Regions from separate parts of the Mus musculus genome. Here region 1 is linked to region 2. The links are chromatin contacts, called in public HiChIP or PLAC-seq maps. All regions are on one chromosome and are shown on one strand. Each heading gives the region's core, a stretch centred on a gene start, on an enhancer-like site or on the middle of the called end of the contact. The rest is flanking DNA. Distances are from core to core; before and after follow the strand shown.

The links. HiChIP or PLAC-seq counts read pairs in DNA pulled down with a chosen protein or histone mark.
Region 1: an HNF4G HiChIP or PLAC-seq map of pancreatic cancer cells shows a contact between it and region 2. The contact joins the promoter of Pilrb2 here to the promoter of Irs3 in region 2. A contact is called at or near these places in 1 of 39 promoter capture datasets (neutrophils), 1 of 115 datasets of contacts at active chromatin or transcription factors (pancreatic cancer cells) and 1 of 9 other capture datasets (pancreatic islet).

Annotation. Positions count from the first base shown.
Region 1 is chr5:137,870,460-137,873,348 of GRCm38.p6, reverse strand. It overlaps Pilrb2 (paired immunoglobin-like type 2 receptor beta 2), which reads left to right and starts at 1,591. Exons shown (of 5, transcript NM_001384202.1): 1 at 1,591-1,780; 2 at 2,098-2,484. The coding sequence starts at 1,696.
Region 2 is chr5:137,644,278-137,647,186 of GRCm38.p6, reverse strand. It overlaps Irs3 (insulin receptor substrate 3), which reads left to right and starts at 1,473. Exons shown (of 2, transcript NM_010571.3): 1 at 1,473-2,096; 2 at 2,443-2,909. The coding sequence starts at 1,667.

The DNA.
Region 1 (2,889 bases), core at 342-2,841, 230 kb before region 2:
TCTCTGCTCATGGGAGCACCAGGCAGGAGGTTCGCTAGTCCTTCGTGGTCATCTCTGGCTATATACTAAGTTTTAGGACCACTTTGGGCTTCTTGAGATAGAATTTAAACACACACACACACACACACACACACACACACACACACACACACCTAGTCCCTGATCTGACTAACCTTCCATCTGGAGCCAACTCATCCCATAGGCTCTGTGCCTCAGTGTCTCCAAGGGTACTATGAATACAGATGAATACAAACTGTCAGGACATGACAGTTTGTGTCTGGATCAGAACAAGGTATCTGAGGACCATGGGGACTGTAAAGGGAGTCAGAGAAGCAGACATGAAAGAGGGCAGGCTGCAAAGCCAGCTGCAGGGAAGCAGGAACAAGGCGATCAGTGCCAGGGAACCTAAGGAAATGGGAAGAGGTCTCTGCACATGTCACTCAGGGAGATTGATGCCACTTCCTCTGACACCATCATGTGTTTGTGCCCTTCAGGAAGCTGATGGCACCATGTCCTGAGGAAGGGTAGTTTGAACCTCCTTAGAACCAGCCCTGAGGTCACCACAGCCTCTGCCCCAACCTTTCAACCCAAGTCACAGGCCAGCTGTGTCCACTGTCAGCCATGTCCCAGGCCTTACATCATGAATGACACATGGCTGCTCAGAGCTGTGTTTGCCCACTTAGTCCAAAGAAGGTTCTCCTGTGGCCATAACTAGAGGAAGTCACTCAAGAGCTTTGTGGAAAGAGCCTCCTCAGAGGCTGCACTGAGCAGGCAAACTGAAGTCTCTGTGTGGAATGGAAGACTCCAAGAACTCAATGTGACTAAAGTCCAGTCAATGAGCCACGTGGCTGTTGTATGACATGTGCCTTGACTTCTCTGATCCTTGTTATCCTCTCCTGAGTGAGTGTTATGGTAGGAGGAGGAGAGGCAGGAAGGCTCCTTTAGAAACTGGAGTAGCTTTAGAGTCACTGTCCAGGAAGCCAAAGGAAGTTGGAGGCTCTACCACAGAGATCAGGGCAAGGTGGAGGGGATCCTCAAAGCCTTGATTCTGCCTGGGCACTGGGAAGGCTCCCTGAAAGGCAAGAAAGAGCAAGTTGCGATGGGGACAGAGAGGGGGAAGGAAGAGCAGGGTAAGGGGGTTATTGTGCTAGGGCCTGGGACTTACTGTGTTTCCTGATTACACCTTCCTCATTGTGTCTGAGGTGATTTAGAAACTGACAACTTCATTAGGTGAGATAATTAGAGAGAAATGTGACAACCAGCATGGTGGGAGACATAATGAGAAAGAGATTAAGTAGGGGGAAGGAAAGACTAGAAGAAAAATAGAGGAAGGGAAACAGAGATTACAAGCCACTTAGGAAATGGAAAACAGTAGATAAGATAGAAGATGAAGGTGGAAGAGAGGAGAGCCCTGCCTCCTGAGGACAAAGCCATGTCTCCAAGCCAACAATGGGGGCTGGGCCAAAGTCCAGTTATGTTGTCAGTGACCACAGGGCGGATCTTCTGCAACATGGGAAAAGAAGAAGCCAGATCAATAAAGGAAGTTGCTGGCCACAAGGAGGTGGAGATGGAAAGGTCCTGCCCCAACTCAGTCCTCCACATGAGAAGGCCTGGGGATCTGTCTCGCTTTACCCTGGTTCTCTCTGGACTCCTGAGCACCCCAGTGTCCCTAGACAGAGCATCCTTGCCTTCCTGATGGCTTTGCTGATCTCGCTTCCTGGAGAGACTCCAGCCATGGCTCAGATCCTGCTTCTGCTCTCATCAGCCTGTCTGCATGCTGGTGAGTGGTAGCGACCTCACTAGCAGGGACTTAACCTCAGGAGGGGACAATGGGGCTGGGAAGAGTAGGGAGTCATGTGGACAGGTGTCTGCTAGAGGAGCCAGCCAGGACTCTCTGCCCCAAGAGTCAGTTGACATTGCAGAGGGAGCCCAACCCAACCCTTCACTGTCTTTCCTGTCCCACTAGCTTTGGGGACAGTCCTGCCTTGTGTCTCACCCCTGCCTGTGCAAGAAGTCTCAGAATGTTCTGTGTTGTCCTTTCTATGTTTCCTGTCACTGTCCCCTGCAGTGGCTTCAGAGTCTCCCCATCCTTCCCAGGAAATTCAGCAAGATCAAACGGAGGAAATGACTTTGGGGTCAACCAACCTGAACGCTGCTCTGGAGTCCAGGGTGGCTCCATCGACATCCCCTTCTCCTTCTACTTCCCCTGGAAGTTAGCCAAGGATCCACAGATGAGCATAGCCTGGAGATGGAAGGATTTCTTTGGGCACTTCATCTACAACTCCTCCATGCCTTTCATACATGAGCACTTCAAGGGCCGGCTCATCCTGAACTGGACACAGGGTCAGACATCTGGAGTCCTCAGAATCCTGAACTTTAAGGAGTCTGACCAGACCTGGTACTTCTGCAGAGTTTTTCTGCAAACAACAGAAGGCATAAAGTTTTGGCAGTCACTTCCTGGAACCCAACTCACCCTGACACAAGGTGAGTCACCTTGGCTCGGGCTTTGATGTCTGTGGCTTCCTTGTCCTGTGCCTGTCACCTCAGGCTTCATAACTCTGAGCTTCCTTTCATATTCATTTCCCTTGGAACTGCCCATACCTCTGCCAACAGCACTTCCCTTGTAGTTGTGACTAGCCTTCTCTGCTACCTCTGCTATGGTTTTGTCATTCTCTGCAGACACAGAACCACACCTGACTCTAAGCTTTAGCATCTGTCCTTCCCTCCTGCTCACTCCCTTATTGTTCGAAATCTGACTACTCTCCTGCCAGCTTTCACACATGACTTCAAGCTGAATAAACTTCTCCAGAATGTAGCTGACTCTCTTGGCCCTACATAAGGACTCCAATTGATCCCTCTATGCAGCATCTCCACACAACTCCAACCTCA
Region 2 (2,909 bases), core at 224-2,723:
CCAATGGCCCCAATTTGATCATCAGAACCCACATGGAAAGTAGAATCCCAGTCCATCACAACCCCAGCACTTCTAGAGCAAGCTAGAAGACTACAACAGGACACGACTCGGAAGGCAGAGGCAGGCAGCTCTCTGAGTCCCAGGACAGCCAGAGCTACAGAGAAACCCTGCCTAAAAAAATAATGGCCACTACTATCTTTAAATGCCTGGGGTACACAGTGCGGCAGCAGAGAGAGTCCCTGCTTCAAAAAGGTGGAAGGCTAGCCGGGCATGGTGGTGCACGCCTTTGATCCCAGCACTTGGGGGGCAGAGGCAGGCGGATTTCTGAGTTCGAGGCCAGCCTGGTCTACAAAGTGAGTTCCAGGACAGCCAGGGCGATACAGAGAAACCCTGTCTCGAAAAAACAAAAACAAACAAACAAAAAAAGGTAGAAGGTGAGGACCCACTTCCAAAAGCTGACCTCTGACCACATGCAGGGGACAGCCTGTACAACACACGTACTATTTTCCAAGCTGGGTGTGGTAGCATGCACTGTAACCTCAGGCAGGGGAAGTGGAGTCAGACATATGATAGGCCTGAGGCCTTCCAGGCCTGCAAATCGAACCTACTAGACAAGTTCTAGTGAGCCTGTCTCAAAAACAAGAGGGATCGCTCTTGAGGAATACGAGAGGTTGTCTTCCAGCCTCCAATAAGCATGTGCATTTGTGGCCTATGATCTCCAGCCCCACCCAAACCTCTCAGGATACACGGGCTCACCAGGACGTCTGCCACAGGATCCCAGCTCCTGTGACCACAGCCACCATCAGGTTCAAGTTGGCATTTGGCTGGTGGTCAGGGGCACTTTGAGGAAGGTGTCTCTGAGAGACTAAGTCCTCTTTCACACATCCTTCAGTGGACATTTGCATGCGTGGGAATCTGGAGAGGGTGGGGGTGCGGTTGGTTACCAGAGACCAATCTAGTTTGGTTTTCCTATCCTGGGGTATCCATCAACCCAAACTCAGATAGCTCAGAAGCAAAGACACAAAGATCATCTCTGGGTAGGAAAGGAAAGAACACTGAGGACCTATACAACTAGAGGCTCAGTTCGGAGGCTCCTCCCTGGAGAACTGCCGCTATCAGGATGGCCCGCTAGGCCAGGCCACTCTTCTAATTACTAGTGCCATCACTGCTAACCACAGCCGCTTCTTCTGCACCCTGGCTTTCTGGCTTTCGAGATTGCCCCGGGCTGCCTCTGGCGGTACTCCTCCACCCCCACATCCAGTCAGCTGATTGGTAGAGATGCCCCCCCTCACTCCCCGCCCCTGTGAAAGTTTGGTCCCAGCGGTGCAGGGCTCCTACTCTAGCCTATGAATCCTAAACTCAAATTCCTGCACTCGGGCGTGGGAGGGTTAACTTGAAGGGGTGGAGATTCCAACAAGGAGGCTGACCCAGCTAGGTCAGCCTCCCTTAGACCTAGGAGTCCTGGTGTCACTGGCCACTGGGACACACGCACTCCTGTGTACAGGCTCCTTGTTCACTCCAAGTCAGGAGAGGGCGTGGAGAGATGCAGGGCAGCTAGGCCGGCTGCAGTTTCCCAGGGCTACTTGTTCCAAGCGGGTGGTAGCTCAGGGGGCCAGACCCATTCAAATCAGTCCTTCTGGGGACAGTTTACTGTCTTTGGCTGGAAATGAAGCCTGCAGGTACGGGCCCCACAGTCTCCTCCGGGGGCGAGTGCACCGACGTGTCCCTCGGCTCACCGTTTCCTTGGCCCTGCCTGCCCGACGTGCGGCTCTGTGGCCATCTGAGGAAGCAGAAGTCCCAGCGCCGCCGCTTTTTCGTGCTGCGCGCTGACCCACCACGCCTGGAGTGCTACGAGAGCGAGAAGAAGTTCTTGGCCAGCGGCTGCCGCCCACCTAGACCCCGGCGTACCGTTAGCCTGGAGGGTGCCTGCACTATTAGCAAGCGCGCGGATGCCCGTCAGCGCCACCTGATCGTCATCTATACCAGCGACAGCAGCCTGGGCGTGGCGGCGGCCAGCGAAGCAGAGCAGCAAGCATGGTACAGCGCCCTGCTCGAGGTGCGCGCCACCGCCGCAGCCGCTGCTGCTACTGCTATGGGTGAGCCTTGGGTGAGCGACGGGGAGGTCAGGGGGTTGCCGACTTAGTTTATCTTGAACCCATTTCCCTCAGATCAACTGAGGTTTAAATCTTTTTTATTTTCGAGACAGGGTTTCTCTGTGTAGCCCTGGCTGTCCTGGAACTCACTCTGTAGACCAGGCTGGCCTCGAACTCAGAAATTCGCCTCCCAAGTGCTGGAATTAAAGGTGTGCGCCACCACGCCCGGCCTGAGGTTCAAATCTTAAGCTAAAAAAAAAAAAAAAAAAAAGACGTATAAAACGTCTTGGTCACCTGGGACCCGGTGACCCCAACCCCTGCCTCCCGGTGACTTGCCAATTCTCTCCAGGTTTCAGTCCCCAAGAGGCCCCTGAGTCTTGGATCTTCGCCCCATTCCAGGACGTCTGGCCTGTGACACTGCGGTCCAAGGGGCTGGGGAGAGCACAAGGCCTGAGCAGCGGCAGCTATCGCCTGTGCCTGGGTTCTGGGGCCCTGAGCCTCCTGCGAAAGCCTGGAAGCAAAGGTTCCAGAGACAGCCGGGCAACGCCACCACCAGTCCTGCGCTTGTCCTTGCTCAGTGTGCGCCGCTGTGGCCACGCAGACTCTTTTTTCTTCCTGGAACTCGGGCGCTCAGCGCCCATTGGTCCTGGTGAGCTCTGGCTGCAGGCTCCTGATGCAGTGGTGGCCCAAAGCATTCATGAGACAGTCCTGGCTGCCATGAAGCGGCTGGGGAGCAATGCAGCTGGCAAAGCTGAGCCACCGCCACAGGGAAATCCTCCAAAGAGTGTTCCTGCAGCTCCTACCCCGACACCATAT